Linked DNA regions of Xenopus tropicalis: region 2 is linked to region 1. The links are chromatin contacts, called in public Hi-C maps. All regions are on one chromosome and are shown on one strand. Each heading gives the region's core, a stretch centred on a gene start, on an enhancer-like site or on the middle of the called end of the contact. The rest is flanking DNA. Distances are from core to core; before and after follow the strand shown.

Region 1 (6,567 bases), core at 1,591-4,090:
TTTTCAGAATCCAAAAAGATTTGGACCTCGGCACATTACTTGTGGGTCACAGGTGGGTTCGGGTTCAGCTCTCCGCACCTGCGACTTAACACTGCTGGCCTTAGACTTCCAGCTTCTGAATTTATAGACCTGTGCCCACCATGTCCCTCCCTTTTGTGATATCATTGCGGGGCAGGGTGGGCATGGGTCTATAAAAACAGGGCAGAAGCTGGGTTGGGTTCAGGTTGGGAGCAGGGTGGGTTCGGGTCGCGTGTGGATAGAGTTTTTCTCGACCCACACATCACTAGCTAGCACATAGGCTGTACTTATACTCTGGTGTCTATGGCTCGCCCTATCATCCCCTAGCCATATATATATATTAACCAATTAAGTCCCACAGCAAACCCTCTCTAATAATCCACCTGCAGAGATAGTAACCAAACCAGGTCCACAACCAAACCTCTCTATCAGCTACACCAGAATCCGGAAGACTAAGGCCAGCAGTGTTTGGTCGTGGGCGGGGAGGCTGAACCCAAACTCGCCTTCAACCAATAAGTAATGTGCCAAGGATGGCTGAACCCACCCAACCCACAGGTAAACCCATGGGTTCCATGGGTATCTGGCTGGCCTGCACTTCACTACTATGTACTATATTACTTTACATAAGGAGCACTACTTGTTCCTATAAATTCAGAACCCGGAAGACTAAGGCCAGCAGTGTTAGGTTGTGGGCGGGGAGAGCAGAACCTGAACCCGCAAATAATGTACCGAGGTTGGCCTGAACCCGCCCAGAAATCTCAAAAACATCTAGATGTAAAAAAAAAAATCAACTTTTTCTCAAAATTGAAAAAAAAAAGTAAAAAAAAGTGCCCCTTACTGCCAGAGTTTATTCCAGAATTCCCAACCCAAATCGAGATGTTCTATCAAATGCTGCTGTAAGATGGCACCGACTAGCACTGTATGCAAGTATGGGATCCCTTATCTGGAAACCCATTATCCAGAAAACTCGGAATATAAGCAAATACTTTTGATTTTTAAAAATTATTTCCTTTTTCTCTGTAATAATAAAACAGTACCTTGTACTTGATCCCAACTAAGATATAATGAATCCTTATTGGTGGCAAAACAGTCCTATTGGGTTTATTCTATATTATTTGATTTATAGCAGACTTAAGTTATGGAGATCCAAATTATGGAAAGATCTCTTATCCAGAAAACCCCAGGTCCCAAGCATTATGGATAACAGGTCCCATACCTGTACTTTATTTTGGGGCTGTCTGGGTCTTAGCATACCTAAAATGGCAAAATGCATTTTACTGGCCTTAGGGCTCTGGCACACGGGGAAATTAGTCGCCCGCGACAAAACTCCATGTTCGCGGGCGACTAATCTCCCCGAGTTGCCATGACCCGCCATCCCACCGGCGAACATGTAAGTCGCCGGCGGGATGGCACACGCGGCGGCGCGATTTCCAGACTTACATGTTCGCCGGTGGAATGGCGGGTCATGGCAACTCGGGGAGATTAGTCGCCCGTGACAAGGGAGATTTGTCGCGGGCGACTAATCTCCCCGTGTGCCAGAGCCCTTAGTGGGTAATGTACCAGCCACAGCCTGGCCAGTAAAAGAGGACAATTTAAAAAAGGACAATAAGTGGAACTAGCCAGCGTCTTATATTGGTCCATGTAATCCCAGCTGTAGTCTCTTTAGTTCTTCCCTTAGTGTTAGCTGTAATTGTGGGGAGGAGTCCCTTAGGGTAAGACATACAGAGCTACTAGTAGCAGCTACTTGTCACGGCTACAAAAGTAGACAATGATGATCATTTACTGATAATTGTCTCTACGTGTGTTTTAGCAGAGGCAATTCTTAGTATTGTCTATGGCAGGGGATTTTCTGGTGTTTAGTAGCTGTGACAAGTAGCTGCTACTAAGTAGCTCCGTGTGTCTTCACCCTTACTACCTAGAGCCTTTTTTAGGCCACCTATTCTACACCACTGGCTATTCAGCCTCTAATATAACCTTTGGTTCTAGTCATGGTGGGTGCTTGGTGGAAACCAATTAGCAGTATGCGATTGAGGATAGAAGTGCAGACCACCAAGATTGTTTTATGATTGGCTTTGAATGTGTTTATCAGGAGTTAAGATTGTGAAGTGCGTATGTGATTGGGGGAGAGGAATTTCAGGGGAAGTCATACTGCAGCGACCATTTATTGTTAGTTTTATATGGGCAGATTTGCAGCTTGACACACACACATATATATCACAACAAATCTAGCTAGCAGGTTCTCATTCCAGCAAGCCATATAACATGCTTCCACAAGGTTCAGTGTCAGCACTGTGTGACCCCCTACATGAGCCGATTTACACAGAGGTGGACACCTGACTGAGCAAACAGAGATTTTGCAGAATAACTAGTGGGAACAGAGAATTCTGGAGATAACAGGCAGAACTAGGTTGAAAGAGATGTTCATATTTCCATATGGAAGAAAATAATGCATTAAATTAGGTTTCATCTCTCATGCTAAGTAAACCTTCCCCGGAGTTTTATCATTTATCAGTAGAAACTGAACCCAGGGACTCCCTTGTGTGCTGGTATTGTATATAGTTGCATGTTGAATGCAAATAGGCCTAAAGTTTCTTTATTTGCCTGGTGTTTTTCTGGCATGTTCTATAGTGCTGAGCGGCTGAATAGCTGCAGAGGAGATGACCCCATGTAACTCTTATGTCTTTGTCACTCACTGTAAATTGAACGTTTTTGTCACCCATGCTGTACAATGAGTCTGTGAGATAAACAATTTGGATATGTGCTGTCAGCCTATTCTCTTACCTCTCCCCAGCGGCAGGGTCCCTCACATACACTCTGCTCTCGCCTGGGACCCAGCGATGTGACTGTCACCACTGTCGTTGGCTCTGCCTGACACCAGGGCACCCACTAAGGTAAGTTTCTGCCTTCTCTGACACTAACTTTTAATTCTTCATTTACTTTCAAAATCAGACTTTTTTCTATTTTGAAAGGAGACAAAGTAATAAAGTATTATGAAAAATGATCAGGAAATGTAATCTTTACAATGAGATTTTTTTGTACGTATCATTTGAGTTTAATTTGAGTGCAAATCTATAAAATATGCTATAAAAATGGTATAATACTAACCCTTCTGTAAATAACGGTAAGTTAGATCAGAGAGGCATTGGCAATGTAAGAAGGCTGTGTCCCCCACCAGAGGGAGAATATTACATAAATCAAGGATATCCCACGCGTGACCCTTCATCTGTTGTTAAACAACAGATCTCCCAGCATCTCCATTGTTGTAGTTCAATGTGGCAGGATGAATATGTTTTAGGCACGTTCTTAAAATGTCTAACAATTGTTACACAATATAATAAGGCTGGAGTGCAAATGTCCTTGTTGCCCTATCTTTATGCCCTGTGTCTATAGTAGAAGTATAAGGCTATATACACATAAACATAGAGAATTGTTGTTAATATAATTCTAGGTTCCCTGCTTTAATTTATTTTGTATATTTTACACTAGGAAGTACATTATTTCTTACAAAGTTTCAGAGCGTCATGTGACGTCACTAAGCAAGTATTACAACCAACGTATTACTAATCCCTATTTATAGGCATGTATTCTACTGTGTATTTATGTCATTTGTTTCCTAGAACAATAGCATTTTCAATAAAATTAAGTGATATCCAATCAAAATCTTCCATTACAATGGTATTATTGGGGTTATAGTTAAAATGTTAATTATATGGGCATTTGAACCCCCCCCCCCCTTTCAAATGAATGTGATTGTGTAGACCAGATAATTCCAAATTACAGGAAGGCCATCTCCCACAAACTCCATTTTAACCAAATAATTCAAATTTTTACAAATTATTTCCCATTTCTCTATAATTATAAAACAGTACATAAAACTAAAACAGTACCTAGTTGAGACCAACTATGATTATAATTAATCCTTATTGGATGTAAAACAATTCTACTGGGTTTAATTAATGCTTATATTATTATTCAGACTTAAGGCGTGGTGATCCAAATTACAGAAAGACCCCTTTATCAGGGAAACCCAGGTCCCTAGCATTCTGTATAACAGGTCCCATACCTGTAGTCTTAGATTGCTATTATCATGCTTTGCGTTTTACTCTGATCCAAAGCTGCCAGCCTGCCAGAGGTGGCTGTTTTTGGACAGTCCCTGAGAACTCCCAACCATGGCCAATTTGTTATTTATCATGACCCATTGCACCCTGACCACACCCTACCGACACACCTCAGCACAGGGTAACTGTCTGGGAGGGTTGCCAGCTCTGCTGAGCTGTACCAACTGGGCAGTAGTGGCATCACCAACAGATACCACTATGCACAGTTCTGATTTTAAAGCAGGAGGGAAGGAACAGGTTCACTCAGCACAGCTCTCTAAATCCCCCAATAGAGAAAGCACTCACTTTGCTAAAGAGCTTCCATATTCATTGCATTAGCACTATTGCTATAGCAGTATCACTCCAAATCTACATCTACCTCATCAGGCACATATAAAGCGGAGAAAGGTGTAGTGACCTTTAACATATATATATTCCTCATTAAACTGTGCATATTGTAATTTTTCCTTACTAGGTCCAAAAATGGGGGACTGGTCTATCTTGGGGCGTCTCTTGACAGAAGTCCAGAACCATTCCACTGTGATTGGAAAGATATGGCTGACAATGCTTCTTATTTTTCGCATTCTTTTGGTAACGTTGGTGGGAGATGCAATGTATGGAGACGAACAGTCCAAATTTACCTGCAACACTCTTCAGCCTGGTTGCAATAATGTGTGCTATGACAGTTTTGCTCCTGTTTCACACCTCAGGTTTTGGATATTTCAGATTGTCCTGGTTTCAACACCTTCCATTTTTTATATCATCTATGTCCTGCATAAAATTGCCAAGGATGAGAAGACTGAACTGGAAAAGGCCTATGTCATGGAGCTGATTCAGAGCCTATCTGCTGAAAAACACCTGTCTGAGAGTAATGTAAACCCAGATACTGAACAACAAATAGATGGTAAAGATGCTTCATGGAAAGAAACCGGATTTAAGCCAAAGTTAAGAAAAGATTTCAAAGGGTCCATCCCAGTCCTTGACAAAATGCACATCATCTATATTGTCCACGTGGTACTCAGGTCTCTGATGGAGGCTGGGTTCCTGGTGGGCCAGTATTATCTTTTTGGTTTTGAAGTGCCTCACCTTTTCCGATGTCATACCTACCCTTGTCCAACTACAACTGACTGCTTTGTCTCAAGGGCCACAGAAAAGACTGTTTTCCTAAACTTCATGTTTGGAGTTGGACTTGGCTGCTTCATTCTGAACCTTGTGGAACTGCATTACTTAGGTTGGTTCTATGTGTTTCGCATTTTATCCTTAGCCTGCTCTGCCTGCTGTGATTTTAAGAGTATCAAGAAGCCAAAGGTTCTACACCCAGAGCAGAACAGCTTACTCATACACTTAAAGGACACCATACAAGAAAGGTTTGCGCTAAAGAGTTCTTCCAGTTTATCCCAGGAGAAGATCAGTTGTCTCCCCTCTCATTCAGCTGCCATTTCCTTTACACAGGATGACAACAGTGATACTACCTCCAGGAAAGGCCCAGACAGTATGCATAGTAGCCTCGATAAAATATATAAAATCAAAAAATCTTGGCTTTAAGAAACAAAAGAAAATGTCTTATAGGTCCATGGATCATTTTCAAGGTTCTTTATCATGACTGGCTGTGAATCAATCACATTTTGCGTGGTTCATTATTGGTCTGTTTAACAAGTCATAAATTAAAATATTAATTCTCTGATTTTGCATTTTTTTGCTATGCTTTTGTGGATCATTTTGTAGTAAATAATAATGCCATACATGGAAGTGTATAGAACCTTGAAGCTCTTGGAAATTACATTGTTATGGTTATGGCAGGGGGGTTACGTTGGTAACATAGGGTTCAGTCATTCCTAGGTCAGAGGAAATATGAAATTTCACATGGGGCTAGCCATGTTCTTCACTTTACAGTATAATAAACTAACAGTGGCAGCACCAGAACAAATAATGGCTGTGTCATAGCTTGCATCATAATGGGGTTTAAATTTCTGGTTTAAAAAATTGAATTTCAGCTATTAAATGTACCGGGACCAGCTTTTTTGCTGCATACTGCCGCCTGGAGCAAGGTTTTTATCTTGCCACATGACAGGGGCACCCCACACCCACAATCAAAGCCAAGCACTTGTATGGAGTATTCCCACCCAAAGATTTCCCATATAGTGCCCCCTATGGCCTTGACCTGCCAGTACAGTGCAACAATAAGCCATGGTCTTAGCTACATAAGTATTTAGTGCGGGTAATGGCAGATAAAGTACAACTGTGATGTGAGGAATGTATGAGCAGCTGGCCAAATTTGGGCAAACAACTATCACTCCATGCATTGGGGTTGGACAGGTGCTTGTAATAAAAAATGTATAATTTGGGGATGATAGTCCACTGATTCCATTGCCCCTCCTGTGTGCATTTAGTACTTTACTTGTACAGGTGGGAATTGCCCCCTCCGATAAATTGAGATTAATTTGGCAATCTA
Region 2 (6,567 bases), core at 2,412-4,911, 58 kb before region 1:
CTCCATCTTTCAGCGTAGCAGTAAAGTGTGAATTAAGTTTATCAGAGCACAGGTCACATGGCTGTGGCACCCTGGGAAATGAAGAATATGGCTAGCCCCATGTGAAATTTCAAAATTAAATATTACAAAAACGGATTTCAATTCAGGATTCTGCTGAAGAATCGCTATTAACTTGCGTTTTGAAAAAAAAAAAAAAAAAGATTTCCCATGGTACCAATCTAGAACTGAGACTATGCCATAAGCAAATGGCTGTAGTACTGCCCTAATGCCAGTGTTTCCCAAGCAATGTTCTCATTGGTGGGAAGAAGGGGTGATGAGGCATGGGGTCAAACACCCCTAACAACCTTATCAGACTGGATCAAAGTTTATATTCTTCATCATAATCATCACCATCATCAGGCAATGTCTGGGCAAGCCCAATACACATGTGCCTCTGCTGCTGTACAACCTGCTTGTTCCATTTGATGCCAGATGGGAGGATACACACTTCACGGACTATAATCATGGTCTTGCTAAGCAGCCCATGCCAATTAAAATGGGATTAGCCTGTCCCTACCACACCAAATCCTTTTATGGCTACTTTAGCTCCTTTGTTAACCCCAGCACTCTATGAAAAACCTACTCCTTGCTACACATATGACGATTTAGCAGTCTCATTACCGCAGTTCTGGCACCAAGATAAGATCACCAGCACAATCTTCCTATTCACTGACTATATCAGCCAAACTGGTTCCCTGCAGTGTCATTTCCAGGATCTAGCCCCTCGGGTACCTACAGGAGCACTGCTGGTAGAGTGGAATTCCTAGAGAGGAATGAAGAAATCATTGATCATGTGGGTTGGAGCTCAGCAAGGAAACTCTTGCCAGAGATGTTGGGTGCACTAAAGATGATGGGTAATTCCCCTAAAACTAGCAGCACAATCCAAACATTGCCACCCCCCCCCCACCCCCCATCAAATGCACAGAGTAACAGACGTAAATGGCAATAATAAAATATTACCCTGGTTTACAGAAATGCCAACCTGGCTTATCAACCTTTAGGGTGCAGTGGCCAAGCCCTTCGAGCATGCTGCCAGTGATGCCACCAGTCCTACTGAGCTCCACCTCAGTGAAAACAAATGGAGCAGAGACAATAGAGGTCTCAGTGGCGGTTAACACAAGACAGGTGCACATAGTAAATAATTCCCAACCTATATGTAGTACATTATAACACAGGCCAGAATTGGGCAGGCAGGAGATACAATCAGCTGTCAAAATTTCCTGCCCAGTCCCCAATTCAGATGTGGCCAGCAGGCAGCATGCCGGCCCCAGATCTTTGCTGTCTTGGACACAGGCCTCTGTGGTCTGCCCACAAATCCAGGCCTGCATGTAATGAAAACAACTTCTGCAAGTAAAGTCTCATTTCTCCATTTCGTATTGTTCCGCTTTTGTTTGTGATTCTGTTTGTGTTCTTCTGAATCCATTGTAAAGCTCTGCAGAATATGGCGGGACATTTGCAGGTTGTTGCCCTATATTACTGTTCTGAATGTCACAGATATAATTCCCACTGCTGCACTAGGTGGCACTGCTGCTTAGAAAATAAAGTCACCGGTCAGAACTAACAGAATGGAGCTTGTGAAACACAACAGCAGAGGCCTACGGGTTCCTTGGGTAAATAAGTGTCAAAGATAAACCTTAGCTGGCCAAAAGCAAAACCATGGGTCCCATTAGCCAGGACATGGCAGCATGTACAGTCTGAGAATATTGTATGCAATAGGCATGATTAATTCAGGCAGGTATCTTCCGTTATGTGGCCTGAAGCCCCCACAGAATAGGTGACTACCTAGAGAATATATGCACCCACGCAATGGCAGAGGGGGTGAAAGCGCAAGAACCACAGGTCTGTAAGTTCAGGCATCAGCTGGCCAGCACCCTACGAATATTTACCATGCTGTGTGGGTGCATCTTTAACAGTTTGGAGAGTAGTCAGCACCAAGCCTTGTGATTAATTAGAAGTAGTGCCACTTTCCATCGGCATATCCTGGTACAGAAGAACAGGAACAGCACCTCTTGTCTTTATTGCAAAGTTTTTTGGGGCAAAAGAGCTGCTGTTGTTTTCCCCAAAAAACTTTGCAATAAAGGCATTTTAATCTACAAAGACAAGAGATGCTGTTCCTGTTCTTCTGTACCAGCATCTTTAACAGTAACATCAAAAAATAAAAAATGTTTTCAAGTAATCAGAATGTACTGTTGCCCTGCACTGGTAAAAGTTGTGTGTTTGCTTCAGAAGCTTCAAACTGCTATAGCTTGTATAAACAAAGCTGCTCTGTAGCCACAGGGGCAGCCACTCAAGCTGGAAAAAAGGTACAGGTTATATAGCATATAAAGTTAAGTAGAATTCAATGGGAATTTATCTACTATGTAACCTGTACCTTTTCTCCTAATGTGAATGGCTGCCCCCATGGCTACACAGCAGCTTTGTTTATGTAAACTATAGCAGTGTTTCTGAAGCAAACACACAACTTTTACCAGTGCAGGGCAGCAGTAATTAATTACTTTGATACACTTTCATTTTTGGTGTTACTGTTCCTTTAAGATAGGGGTTTCCCAATCTTCCCTTGCAAGCAAAGTTAGGTCAGTTGTTTTATGTAATGCTTACATTATTGGGGCCATTTATAATAAATGTAAAATTTTAAAAATGCAAGTTTCCAATATACATAAATTGAAAAAAATGAATGGTTTCAAGTAATGTGTAAGTGTAATTGCTACTGAATGCAGTATCTATCCGGCTGTTTATATTCTCTGGCTCCCAACACAAGGTTGCAAGCTAGCTGACTGACAGACCTACAGAAGAACAGAGTCCAGTTTCACTTTATAAGAGTCAGACCCACAGAATAGAAACATCTTTCAACAGGAATTGCACTTACATACAACTTATGTATCCTGCATCCAAATGTTAATTGCTATTAAAAGCTGTACTGGATGTTTAAATTCTCTGTACTGCTAAATCTGACTCCTGAAACAATGTGGCAAGCCTGCCAATCGGTGGAGTCAGTGAACTGACTGCTATTGTTTTAAGAATTAGCACCAGGGAATAAAAGGGATAAATACTGCTTCAATGGCAATAACAGCAAAACAGTTTTTGGGTGGAGGGACCCTTTAAGGGCACACCTGCGCTTTGTATAGAGACAGAAAAACGCCCACATTTTTTTTTGCCCTCATCCGTCAGTTTGTATGGAGCTACACGGAGAGGAGATCGGCCCATGCATTTTCAGGCCAATCTCCAACTGCGTAAAGGAAAATGGACGATTCGCTATGTGTGCCCATGCCCTACGGTTACAGATCATAAGTTATACTCCTAAAGCAGTCCTATGACATAAATGGAGAATTTGTCATTCAGGAAGCTTTTGGGATCTGTCCAACCCTGCTTCAAAGTCTAGTGTGTTTAATTAACACAATGGAAAGATTGAGTTTTGTGAGGTTCCGTGGAAGGTCAACTTGCCCTTTAAATTGGACAGAGCCCAATTCTGGGAGCAGACGGTGCTGCATTGGCAGAAGCACTAGAGCTCACAATGACAGTCTCTCCAGATATTATGCGAAGGGCCTGCAGCCTACACATGCCCCGACTCCCTCAGCAATGACACTGAGTGGAAAGGGGCAAGGACTGTTGTGAAACGCAGCAGAAAGGATAATAAAGAAATTCCATTCATTCCATCCGCTCAAACAAGCTGCTTCCTCTGTTCCTTCCCAGCAAAAGGGCCTTGCCCACCTCCCATAAGCACAGCTCCATTTTACATGCTGCTTCCTTTATACACAGTGGCGCAGGTACATTTAGCTACTGTGTCGGAACCAGTTTAATGTAATAAATCAAATTACAAACATTTATTTTACCCGCTCCGCCATCACCACTGCAAATTAACTAAACAATATAGAGCAAAACTATTTGTAAAACTTTGCTACCTACAGCTGGCTACTGAACTACAACTCCCTGCAGAAGCTTTGGCTAAAAGTGCTGGGAGATGCAAAAAGAGATCAAGTTCCAAATAATGGGCAGCACTAATATAAAGTGCTTCTGAAGCATCAGACTGGCCTACCATAATACCAGAGGATCTCCTTGTTGGCCCAGACCTTAGTGGCCAAGGCTGATGCCACACCAGGCGTAGGGCTGATTTTTTCGGCAGGAAACTTCAGCCCTACGCCTGCTACTTGTGCCTGCACCCGAATGAATGGGATACGCTCGGGTGAAGGCACAAGTAGCCGATATACGCATGAAAACGCAAGAGAATGCAAAGTCTCGCGTTTTCATGCGTATATCGGCTACTTGTGCCTTCACCTGAGCGTATCCCATTCATTCGGGTGCAGGCACAAGTAGCAGGCGTAGGGCTGAATTTTCGGCAAGCGTTTTTCCGCTTGCCGAAAAAATCAGCCCTACGCCTGGTGTGGCATCAGCCTAAGTCTGGGAATATCTCCATTTTTCATAATGGCCCCAGGAGCTTATGTTGCATCTATACCACTTAGATTTGCCTCCACCTGTTATGAGTATGGACCATGGATTTCAGGTTCTCTATCAAACTATTCCTATTATTCTTATCTATAGACTGCCCTCTGCTTGGCCCAGGGCAATTCCTCCTCTAAATGCAGCTCTGGTGCCATGGACTTTTAGTGGCGTTATGCCCAAACTTCAATAAATTCCACAGGAGCCGAGGCTACCCTTATGGTTATAAAAGAAAAATGATACCTTCCTTTTTAACATGAGCTCATTCAGTTGCGGTTATGTAGAAAAGGCGCACAAACACTAATCAAACTTCCAGAAATAAATAAATGTATACAGATTGAAAAAAAACCATAATGCACCTATGAACCATTTCCCAACCTCACTTAAGCACAGTGTCATGCAAACCCCTCCCTCAACTTGTTCTATTGAGGGCAATGCTTGGAGCCTCATTAGGCCCTTTATTAAGCCTTAAAAGACCCCCAACCAGTGGCTCTTGAGCAATATGTTGCTCCCCAGCCCCTTGGATGTTGCTTTCAGTGGCCTCAAAACTGGTTCTTGTTTTTGAATTCTTGGCTTAGAGGCAAGTTTTGATTGCATAAAAAAAACAGATGCACTGCCAAACAGCCTCCTGTAGGCTGCCAGTCCACTTATGAGTTACCAAATAGCCATTTACAGCCCATATTTGGCACCCCCCAGAAACATTTTTATGGTTCTGTTGCTCCCCAACTCTTTTTACATTTGAAAATGGCTCATGGGTAAAAAAAGGTTGGGGATCTCTGCCTTAAAGGAACAGTAACACCAAAAATGAAAGTTCATCAAAGTAATTCATATATTATGTACTACAGGTATGGGATCCCTTATCCGGAAACCCGTTATCCAGAAATCTCAGAAATACGGAAAGCCCGTCTCCCATAGACTCTAATTTAAGCAAATAATTCAGAATTTAACGGATTTGCTTTTTCTCTGTAATAATAAAACAGTACCTTGTTATTGATCCCAACTAAGATATAATTAACTTATTGGATGCAAAACAATTCTATTGGGTTTAATTCATGTTTTATACATTTTTTCGTAGACCAAAGGTATGGAGATCCAAATTACAGAAAGACCCCTTATCCGGAATATCCTTGGTAATGATAATGGGTCCTATACCTGTATTACCCTGCACTGGTAAAAGTTGTGGTCTGCTTAACAAGCACTACTATAGTTTATGTAAGTTGCTGTGTAGCCATGGGGGCAGCCATTCAAAGTGGGGAAAAAAGGAGAAAATGCAAAGATTACATAGCAGATAACATTGCCATTTTGGGAAGATGGACACTATCAACAGGCCAAATAGCCTCATATACACTTCAATAAACTGCAGACAATATGGGTCAATATATGTTCACCCAAAATCTGCTTTGCATACCACTGTCTGGACAGATTATTTTATCCAAAATATTAGTTGGTGCAATTACTGGGCTTTGCTGTGAGCTGTATGATGATTCAGGGTGAAGATACATGGAGCTACTAGTAGCAGCTACTTGTAGTGGCTATTAAAATAGACAATGCTGATCAATTACTGATAATTGTCTCTGTGTTTAAGCAGAAGTAATTTTCCATATTGTCTATAACCATTTGTTCCAGTTGTTGTCTTCCTACATTCACCACCAGCTGGAACCACAACATTTAGGGCTCTGGCACACGGGGAGATTAGTCGCCCGCGACAAAACTCCCTGTTCGCGGGCGACTAATCTCCCCGAGTTGCCTTCCCCTGCCATCCCACCGGCGAAAATGTAAGTCGCCGGTGGGATGGCACACGCGGCGGCGCGATTTCCCGCAAATCGCCGAAGTTTCCTCGCGAGGCTTTTTCGTCGATTTGCGCAAAATCTTGCCGCCGCGTGTGCCATCCCACCGGCGACTTACATTTTCGCCGGTGGGATGGCAGGGGAAGGCAACTCGGGGAGATTAGTCGCCCGCGAACAGGGAGTTTTGTCGCGGGCGACTAATCTCCCTGTGTGCCAGAGCCCTTAATAAACACTGCGACCCAGCAATTGTTTTCCACCTGGCTTGGGCGAAGCCTGCAATCTGTTAATGAAACTACAATCAATAATA

The links. A called contact is a pair of places that touch in the nucleus more often than the background predicts.
Region 2: a Hi-C map of neurula embryo shows a contact between it and region 1, with 2.7 times the contacts expected there. The contact joins the enhancer-like site here to the promoter of LOC100038306 in region 1. A contact is called at or near these places in 2 of 5 Hi-C or Micro-C datasets (neurula embryo and tailbud embryo).

Annotation. Positions count from the first base shown.
Region 1 is chr2:33,114,293-33,120,859 of UCB_Xtro_10.0, reverse strand. LOC100038306 reads left to right here and starts at 2,840. Exons shown (of 2, transcript NM_001097411.1): 1 at 2,840-2,909; 2 at 4,591-5,799. The coding sequence starts at 4,599. The coding sequence ends at 5,660. It also overlaps the pseudogene LOC100492388.
Region 2 is chr2:33,173,500-33,180,066 of UCB_Xtro_10.0, reverse strand. All of the region lies in intron 2 of myo18a (myosin XVIIIA), which reads right to left. It also overlaps the pseudogene LOC100492388 and a transcript of LOC100038306 not described here. Among named protein-coding and RNA genes, the nearest start is that of myo18a, 44 kb to the right of the region's middle. Within about 2 kb of position 3,661, at least 3 of the 11 cell types and tissues checked have an H3K27ac peak or open chromatin away from gene starts, as enhancers often do. A contact at or near this core is called in neurula embryo, where this site is marked.